2 separate regions of the Muntiacus reevesi genome follow, and region 1 is linked to region 2. Evidence: chromatin contacts called from public Hi-C data. All regions are on one chromosome and are shown on one strand. The core of a region is the stretch at or near the end of the contact, and the rest is flanking DNA. Distances in the headings are between cores, read along the strand shown. Region 1 holds the start of GSK3B (glycogen synthase kinase 3 beta). Region 2 holds the start of CFAP91 (cilia and flagella associated protein 91).

Evidence for each region. A called contact is a pair of places that touch in the nucleus more often than the background predicts.
Region 1: a Hi-C map of blood shows a contact between it and region 2, with 3 times the contacts expected there. The contact joins the promoter of GSK3B here to the promoter of CFAP91 in region 2. A contact is called at or near these places in 2 of 3 Hi-C or Micro-C datasets (blood and muscle).

What each region holds. Positions count from the first base shown.
Region 1 is chr8:43,622,795-43,627,421 of mMunRee1.1, reverse strand. GSK3B (glycogen synthase kinase 3 beta) reads left to right here and starts at 2,518. Exons shown (of 13, transcript XM_065943558.1): 1 at 2,518-3,611. The coding sequence starts at 3,524.
Region 2 is chr8:43,248,565-43,252,895 of mMunRee1.1, reverse strand. CFAP91 (cilia and flagella associated protein 91) reads right to left here and starts at 1,659. Exons shown (of 18, transcript XM_065942109.1): 1 at 1,485-1,659. The coding sequence starts at 1,608.

The DNA.
Region 1 (4,627 bases), core at 1,269-3,768, 370 kb before region 2:
TTTTTTAAAAGTGTCAGTTCAAAATATTTGAAGGCAGCAACAGTAAAGCTATTAATCATAACTTCAAGGTAGACTATTTTTGTACTTTATTATATACAATAGAATAGCTGTTTCCAATTTGTATAACCTAACATTTGTCATTCAGCTTCCTCCCAGTGTAACTGGGAGTAGAGATGGGGAGTAAAGAAGAAGGCAGGATTTCTAGCTTTACCTCACAGCACTTTAGGGACTAGTGGCAAAGGTCTACATGGTAATTTGCAGGGAGAGGCAACAATCACTTGACAAAGCTGCCATGCACTGAGTTTGCTTTCAACATTCTTTACCCTTCTCCATGACATCCAGAGACTTCATGTTCTGTCTTCATTGCAAAGAACAAGAGCTTTTACCACTCCTGGGCTATCAAAAACCTATGTCCAGATTTGAGATTACAAATTGATTGCAGGTTGGTCACATCTACCCTGCAATATTTTTAGTTTGGCCTGCAGAGTTTGGAAATATTGGTGTAAAAATCGAGAGATTTCATACAAATATCATGCTTTATAAGGGTTTCTCCTGGCGGGGATGGGGGGAAGGGGACAGAATATCTCAGACCACTGTATCCACATTCTTCAGAGTAACAATCTGCTGGAGCCGAACAGCTGCTCCTTTCAGTTACAGCTCAGACACTCCAATTTGCCACGTTGCTTATCACTCCCCATTGTCTACACCAGGCCAGTTTCACTCATTTACTTTTCTGGCCCCTATAAACATTCGAGTTTGCAAACCCTATCTAGACCTTTCCTGTCCTCCATCAAAGCTTACTTTGTTCTGTCCTAAGTTCCTCATCAGTTTTCCAAAGCAATAGCTAGTCAACCTGATCAAGTAATTTTTATATGTGCTCGCTACAGATGGTATCTGAATAGAAAGGGATGACTCTGCAGGTGGAAATTACAGGTACCATGGGATTACAATTAGGATGGCAACTGTTCATTTTACTTTTTCTGTAACCACACCTCTCTGTCCTTGGGCACACCGCACGAATTTGAACACTGGCTTATGTGCGAAACCTACTTAAATAGTACTTTTATAGATCACCCTAGTTCCAAAAACGCAAAAACTACCAAGGGCTATTCTGGCTCTCGGTTGCCTCAGAGGCTTCGGGATATCCGGCTTGACTGCACTTCCCCTCACCTGCTTTCGGGGGCCGTTCTGCGCCGACCGGTCGCACCCTAGAAGGGCGCTCAGCCAGCATGAGCTCATTTCTCAGGGGCCTTTCTGGAAGGCCGGGCTTGGCAGCGCGCACGAGGCGCAGTCGCCCTCACTCTTATCAATGGCCTCCGCGACTGGGCGGGGCGCGGTCGCCCAGGGGCCCTGCTCTCTAGCAGCTTTGTTCTCAGTTGAATATCCGAAAATTCGCACTCAGCCTGAGAGGCGCCCTGGATCTGTCTGGCCCTTTCGGGGAAGACGCCCGTGCTCGGGATGCGCTCTCGCGGGCGGAGGGGAGCCCCGGGCGCACAGAATTAGCCCCGCCCCGCCGAGAGCCTCCAGTGGGTGGGGAGAGCCCCTCAACCCTCAGTTTGTTGGAGCGAGGAACCCAGCGCCACCGACCACAGCAGTTTCGCACCGGCTCGCGCTCCCTATATGCGGTTTCCACACTAGCTGCGAGTGGCCGCAGGCGAGCCCGTCAGACCTTCCGCCACGACCCCAGTCGCGCTTCTCCTCGCTCCTTAGGACTGCCGCCGGAGGCCGAAGGCCAATCACACTACCGCTAGGTCTTGCGATTAGACAGCAGCGGGTGCAGATTGGCTACTGCTACGAGTTTCGGCCTCCCTCCTTTTCCCTTTTGCCCCCATTCCAGCTCCTGAGCTTCAGACCAATGAGAAGGCGCTTTATAGACGCCCTCCCTTCGCTCTCTACTTCTCCCCACCTCGACGAGGGAGGAGACGTCCTGACTGGCCAGACTGTCCTCGGAAGCCCCATTCCCTTCACCAATCACCGAGGGAGCTGCACTCCCAGCGGAGTTTCGGCCAATTACAAAGCGGCCACGGCGCCCAGCCGTGCGGTTTCGCCAGCGACTCCGGGCTTCACCGTCCTTAACTCTTCAAGCTTTTTCCTGAGGGCCAGCGACTCTGATTGGTCACTGTTGTCTTTGCCTAATTTCTCCTCCAGCCAGCCACAGAACAAGGCGAACCCACCTTTTCCTCGGTCGGCTATCTTCGGCATTTTCCGTCCTTGGGCGTGAATTTCCAGCGACACTTCCTGATTGGCTCTTCAGGTCAATCGGCTTTTTCCGGGAGGATCCGCAAACAAACGACATCCGTGATTGGTTCCGCTCGGGTTTCGGCTCCCCTGTCGAAGGGGGCGGACGCCCTGCTCGGCCGGCGATTCCCAGACGCCTCTTACGCGGGCGGCCGGGCGCTGGGCGGTGTAAGGCTGGGTGGGGGAGGAAGGAGGCGGAGGACAAGTAGGAGGGGGGAGGGGGTGTGGGGAAGAGCTAGGCGGCTGCGCAGACGGCACTCCTCACAGAGAGCAGCCCCCGACCCGGGCGAATGCGGGCTCGTGCTGCTGCTGCTGCTGCTGCCTCCGCCGCCGCCGCCCGGGCCGAGTGACAAAGGAAGGAAGGAAGGAAGCGAGGAGGAGCCGACCCCGCAGCCGCTGACAGGGCTCCGGGCTGGGGGCAAAGCGCGGACACTTCCTGAGCGGGACTGTGCAGAAGCGAGGGGCGGGAGAGCGGCCGCGCTGGTGCCTTGGACGGGGGAGGGGGCCCCGAGGGACGGAAGCGGTTGCCGGGTTCCCATGTCCCCGGCGTATGGGGAGCAGTCGAGGAGCCGCTGCCTGGGGTCTGAAGGGAGCTGCCTCCGCCGCCGCCATGGCCGCTGGATCCAGCCGCCGCCTGCAGCTGCTCCTGGCGCAATGAGGGGAAGAGCCGCCGCCGCCGCCACCGCCCGACTCTGACTGACTCGCTACTCCGCCGCCTTCCAGTTCGCCGGGCCCCCGCCGTCAGCCCGCCGGATCCTTGCCGCTGCCGGAGCCGCAGCGTTTCCCGACGCATCTCCGAGCCACCCCTCCCTCTCCCTCCCTCCTTCCCATCCCCCCCTTCTTTTCAAGCGTGAGACTCGTGATCCTTCCGCCGCTTCCCTTCTTCATTGACTCGGAAAAAAAATCCCCGAGGAAAATATAATATTCAGAGTACTTATTTTCAATCCAGTATTTGTCCCCGTCTCACGTGATGTATATTTTTTAGGACCTCCCATCCATTTCTGCTCTCCAAGGAAAGGGAGAGGAAAGAATTGTATTTTTCCCCCCAGCTCCGGATCGCCTATATGTTAAATATCCGTACTGATCTGTCTTCAAGGAGAAATACATCGCTCGCTTTTCTAAATAGCTGTACAAAAGAAGTGAAAAGGCAAGAGGACGAAGTCTTTTTCTTTTTCTTGTGGGAGAACTTAATGCTGCATTTATCATTAACCTAACACCCCAACATAAAACAAAAGGAAGAAAAGGAGAAAGGAAGGAAAAAAGGTGATTCGGAAAAAGAGTGATCATGTCAGGGCGGCCCAGAACCACCTCCTTTGCGGAGAGCTGCAAGCCAGTGCAGCAGCCTTCAGCTTTTGGCAGCATGAAAGTTAGCAGTGAGTATTGATTTTATTTTACACCCCTTCTCCACCTCCCCTTTGAATAAGAGACTTTGAAATACCAGGATCTTAAAATACAAGACCTGCTGATAAAACAGAGGCAATGTGAAAGGGCAAAAACCTGTCTTCAGTGAAGGATGAGGCAGCTTCCTTTTTTCCTCCTGCGATATCCCTTCCCAGGTCTCATTAACCTTGAATCGAGGGAATGTGATTTTTATTTGGATGATTTTGTCTGAAACTTAGTTCTTTTCTTATAGTTTTCTAGCAATTGATAGCTTTATTAAGTGGTTGAGTGTTTCCACCTTAAAATAGTGATGGAAGTGTTTACTTGCTCATCCTTTTGAATAAAGCGAAGGACAAGATTCCTAAACCATTATGTGCTTTTCCAGAGTGTGTCTTTTGGAATGAGGGATAGTATAGTTAGCTCAGGTCTCGAGGGTTACCATAGTTTTGTATACTTAATGGAAGAGGTAAATGTCACCTTCTCCTAACACTTCTTTCTTGCTTGTGTGACTATACAAAGTATTTGTTCTTAATCCAGAGATGAACTTGGTAAGTAACCACATTTCGGTTTGAAGGCGAGCTTTGATTCGTCTCTTTAGAAGGGACCGGTGCCGCTGATAGAGAGCAGCAGTAGTATCTCAATATGCATTGTTCTAAATTGGATACGTGGTTTAATATGTTATCTCTTAGCCTTCCCGTTTTGACATTGCCAGTCTATCACTATAGAGTTAATGTTTAATCAAAAGGTAACTTGAAAGTAGGCCCGAGTTTTGAATGGGGCTTATGTTGTCAAGTTGCCAAATAGTAAGTTGAATGTTAATTGTCACTGACTCATCATTGAAGTTCAGTTTTGGGGTGCCATTGCTTTCAGTACTTGCTAAATGATCTAGAGTTCAGGGGTTCCTTCTTAGGACTACTTACAATAGTCTTGCATTGGTTTCCTTTCGAAGTCAGATAAGACTATGAAGTCAGAAGAATATGGATTTAGACTTTTCCATCTCAGGTTTTGC
Region 2 (4,331 bases), core at 410-2,909:
AAAGAGCTCATGACAAATGATAAACCCAAGAAGTATTTAAGATATTTTGGGGACTTCCGTGGTAGCTCAGTGGTAAAGAATCTGCCGGGCAATGCAAGGGACATGAGTTCAATTCCTGGTCCAGGAAGATCCCACACGGTGTGGGACAATAATCCCGTGCACCACAACTACGGAGCCCCCAGGCCACAACGACTGAAGGCCCTGTCCCCAGAGCCCAGGCTTTGCAACGAGACACCGCTGCAATGAGAAGCCCTCACACTGCAACTAGAGGAGCCCCACTCACTGCAACTGGAGAAGGCCCTCGCGCAGCAATGAAGACCCAGCACAACCAATACATATTTTTTAAAATGATATTTTTGGAAGCTAGGAAAAATATATCGTATTTAAAAGACTTTATAATTAGCAGGGCAACAGCGTAGTTATTAATCCATCAACAAATGTAGATTCAGGGAAGTGACAAAGTATTGTAGGCACTTCAAGTGAGGCACTTGAGAGATACAAAGTATTCACATAACATTCAAAGGTAAAACAGTATATAAATGAGGTAAGATGTAGAAAAGAATGGTGTTAACTGTGAAGCATACACAAATATAAGCAATCATTACATATTCCCAACACCAGGGGATGGCTACCCTAAAGACTCCCATCCAAAAGAAACCCTGGGATTCTCAGAGGAGATACCACAAGGTTAAAAGCAGGGTAAAGAGGGGGAAAATGGAGGAAAAAATCATTCTTTACTGATTTTATTTATTGTAGTAGTAAATAAATGATTCATAACAAATTATCTAGCACCCAACATATGTACCAGCACTGGAAAAGGTGCTGAGAATGCTACAAAAATGGACAGAACAAGAACTTAAATAACTCAGGGATTTATGGTCCCATAGAAGAGACAGAACATAAATGAACAATCAGGCATTAAATAAACTGCGGCTTTACTGGCCCAAAGGACCTAGTGAACCTAGTTTACAAGCAATATTTTGACGGATAAGAATAGCTCAAATAAAAAAAGAAACCTAAAACCAAAGATGAGACAACCTGGCCCTTCCTTACCTACCCAGAATGACAAGTTTGGAGTTGCCCAGCGAATGCGAGCAGGAAGGTCATTCTGTTTGGGCATTTTATGCAGTTTGAATGAAGGAGTGTTGAGTGAATCTCCAAGTCACGCCAGGAACGGCATTCAGGACAATTGCTTAGGGCTGTGCAAACTGTCAGGGTAAAGAAGAATCAGGTGTCCCTGCTCACTGCTCTGAGATGCAGCGCGCACCTGAGGCTTCCGAGACCGCCTCTTCCCCGCAGCCCGCCTAAGAGCCACCGCCTGCAGGGCTTGGAGCTGCCCCTACCCAACAAAAGACAACCCGGGCTAGAGATCCCTCCTGAGGCTTGTCTTTCGTCCGCCGCCTTCCCGGCCAGGTCCCACAGTCTCGACGCCCACCTGGCCCAGGTGTCGACAACTCAGCAGAGAAGTCTGGAGCGGCCCTTACCGTATAAGAAATCATAAGTTCGACCGGCAGAGACGTTGCCCCAGGCCCGCGACTTCCCTCCGAACCGGGTTTGAGACACCTGAGGCTTGGCCTGGGGTTCTTCGATAGTCACTACGTGACTCATGGTGCCGGCTCTTCCCTGCCGCCAGCCAGGTCCAACTAGGGAAACCTAGCTTCTCCGTGCACCGTTGCTATGGTAACCCCCGCAAGGACCAGAGAGCAAGCGCCAGGCGAGGATAGGTCGCTAGTCTAGGAGAGAGAGGCGGGACTAGCGTGAGAGAGGCGGAGTCAAGTGACGACAGGAAGGGGCGGGGCGAGGAGCAGAAGCGGAAGGACGGGGAAGTGCGCAGAGGGGCGGAGCGTGAGGCGGGGGAAGAGGAGGGAAGAAAGGAGAAAGGGAGGGGCTGGCCTAGGGAGGGGAGGGCAAGGGGAGAAGGGCGGGGCGGGGGTAGAGAAGGACGAGGGGCTCGGGGGAGAGAAAGGCGAGGAAGGGGAGAGAAGGGCGGGGTGGAGAGGGACTGCGTCACTTCCCACTTGGGCTCCGGTGATAAAGTCACGAGCATTTAGCGGTCCACCCACGGTCAACGCCAGGGGGCGCTGACTGGGGGAAAGGTTGCTGCTGAAATCCTTGCAGCCATTTGCCAGTCACAATCTGTAGCCTCTTTCGGAAATCCCTGGAAATCTTAGAGCCTTATAGAATAGTTGGGGACTTCATTTCGGACATCCCCTTTCCGCGCGGCTTGTTCGAACTGAAGAATCTAGCTCCATGAACGTCAGCCTTTGGCACATTATGAGCTCTGGTCCTGGATATCAACATTTGTGGTGGATTGGGTAATTAGTAAATGTTCGTGCGCATTCTGCTATCCCTTTCTGTGTCTGTTAGCCGCTCAGTCGTGTTCAACTCTTTGCAATCCCATGACCTGTGGCCCTCCAGGCTCATCTCTCCATGGGATTTTCCAGGCAGGAATACTGGAGTGGGTTGCCATTCCCTTCTCCAGGGGATCTTCTCCACCCAGAAATGGAACCTCGGTCTCCTGCATTGCAGGCAGATTCTGCATTTCAAATTGATAGGGATTTTTTCACTTTAGTTATCAAATTTCAGAGAAATTGGTGCTGCCCTAGCAACCACCAGTGTTAACCAAAAAGATTTTGTTTGCTTAGTATCACTGAATTAGTGCATTTTACATATCAGATTCTTTTAGTCTGTTATGATCATTATACTTTGTGATGTTTGAATTATCCCATTTGGCTAGTGACACACATTAGAGTTAGCTTCTTGTCTTTTTCATGTAATACATAGGCACTTCAGCAAGCCTCCTGCCTTCTATTTTTTTTTCACACATATTCTTGGTTTTATTTTACTCTACCTCTGAACTTCTTGGGTTTTTTGCCAATCAGCCATGTATTTTGCCAGTTCCAAGTCTTTGCTCAAACTGATTGCTTTGCCTAAAATGCCTTTTGCTATTTATACCCCTCAACTAATTTAGGTATCCTTCAAGACTTAGTGCTAATTTTGCCACCTTTATGTAGTCTCCCAAGTTCCGCAAGTAGAACCAGACTTCTTTATTCCAGTGCTATTATGTAGCACCAGTGGCATTGACCACTTTGTATTAGTAATTGTTTGTAACTTTGCTCCTGGCAACTGTAAGTTCATTGAGGGCACAGGCCTTCACATGGTCATTTTGTATCTCTGAAGTACCTAGTTCAGTTCAGTCCTCAGCCATATCTGACTCTTTGTGACCCCATGAACCGCAGCACACCAGGCCTCCCTGTCCATCACCAACTCCCGGAGTCCACCCAAACCCATGTCCGTTGAGTTGGTGATGCCATCCAGCCATCTCATCCTCTGTCATCCACTTCTCCTCTTGCCCTCAATATTTCCCAGCATCAAGGTCTTTTCAAATGAGTCAACTCTTCGAATCAGGTGACCAAAGTATTGGAGCTTCAGCTTCAGCCTCAGTCCTTCCAATGAACACCCAGGACTGAGCTCCTTTAGGATGGACTGGTTGGATCTTCTTGCAGTCCAAGGGACTCCCAAGAGTCTTCTCCAACACCACAGTTCAAAAGCATCAATTCTTCTACACACAGCTTTCTTCACAGTCCAACTATCACATCCATACATGACCACTGGAAAAAGCATAGCCTTGACTAGACAGGCCTTTGTTGACAAAGTAATGTCTCTGCTTTTCAATATGCTGTCTAGGTTGGTCGTAACTTTCTTTCCAAGGAGTAAGCGTCTTTTAATTTCATGGTTGCAGTCACCATCTGCAGTGATTTTGGAGCCCAGAAAAATAAAGTCAGCCACTGTTTCCACTGTTTCCCATCTATTTGCTATGAAGTGATGGGACCAGATGCCATGATCTTAGTTTTCTGAATGTTGAGATTTAAGCCAACTTTCCCACTCTCCTCTTTCCCTTTCATCAAGAGGCTCTTTAGTTCCTCTTCACTTTCTGCCATAAGAGTGGTGTCATCTGCATATCTGAGGTTATTGATATTTCTCCCAGCAATCTTGATTCCAGTTTGTGCTTCTTCCAGCCCAGTGTTTCTAATGATGTACTCTGCATATAAGTTAAATAAGCAGGGTGATAATATACAGCCTTGATATATTCCTTTTCCTATTTGGAACCAGTCTGTTGTTCCATGTCCAGTTCCAACTATTGCTTCCTGACCTGCATACAGAAGCAGGTCAGGTGGTCTGGTATGCCCATCTCTTTCAGAATTTTCCACAGTTTATTTTGATCCACACAGTCAAAGGCTTTGGCATAGTCAATGAAGCAGAAATAGATGTTTTTCTGGAACTCTCTTGCTTTTTCGATGATCCAGCAGATGTTGGCAATTTGATCTCTG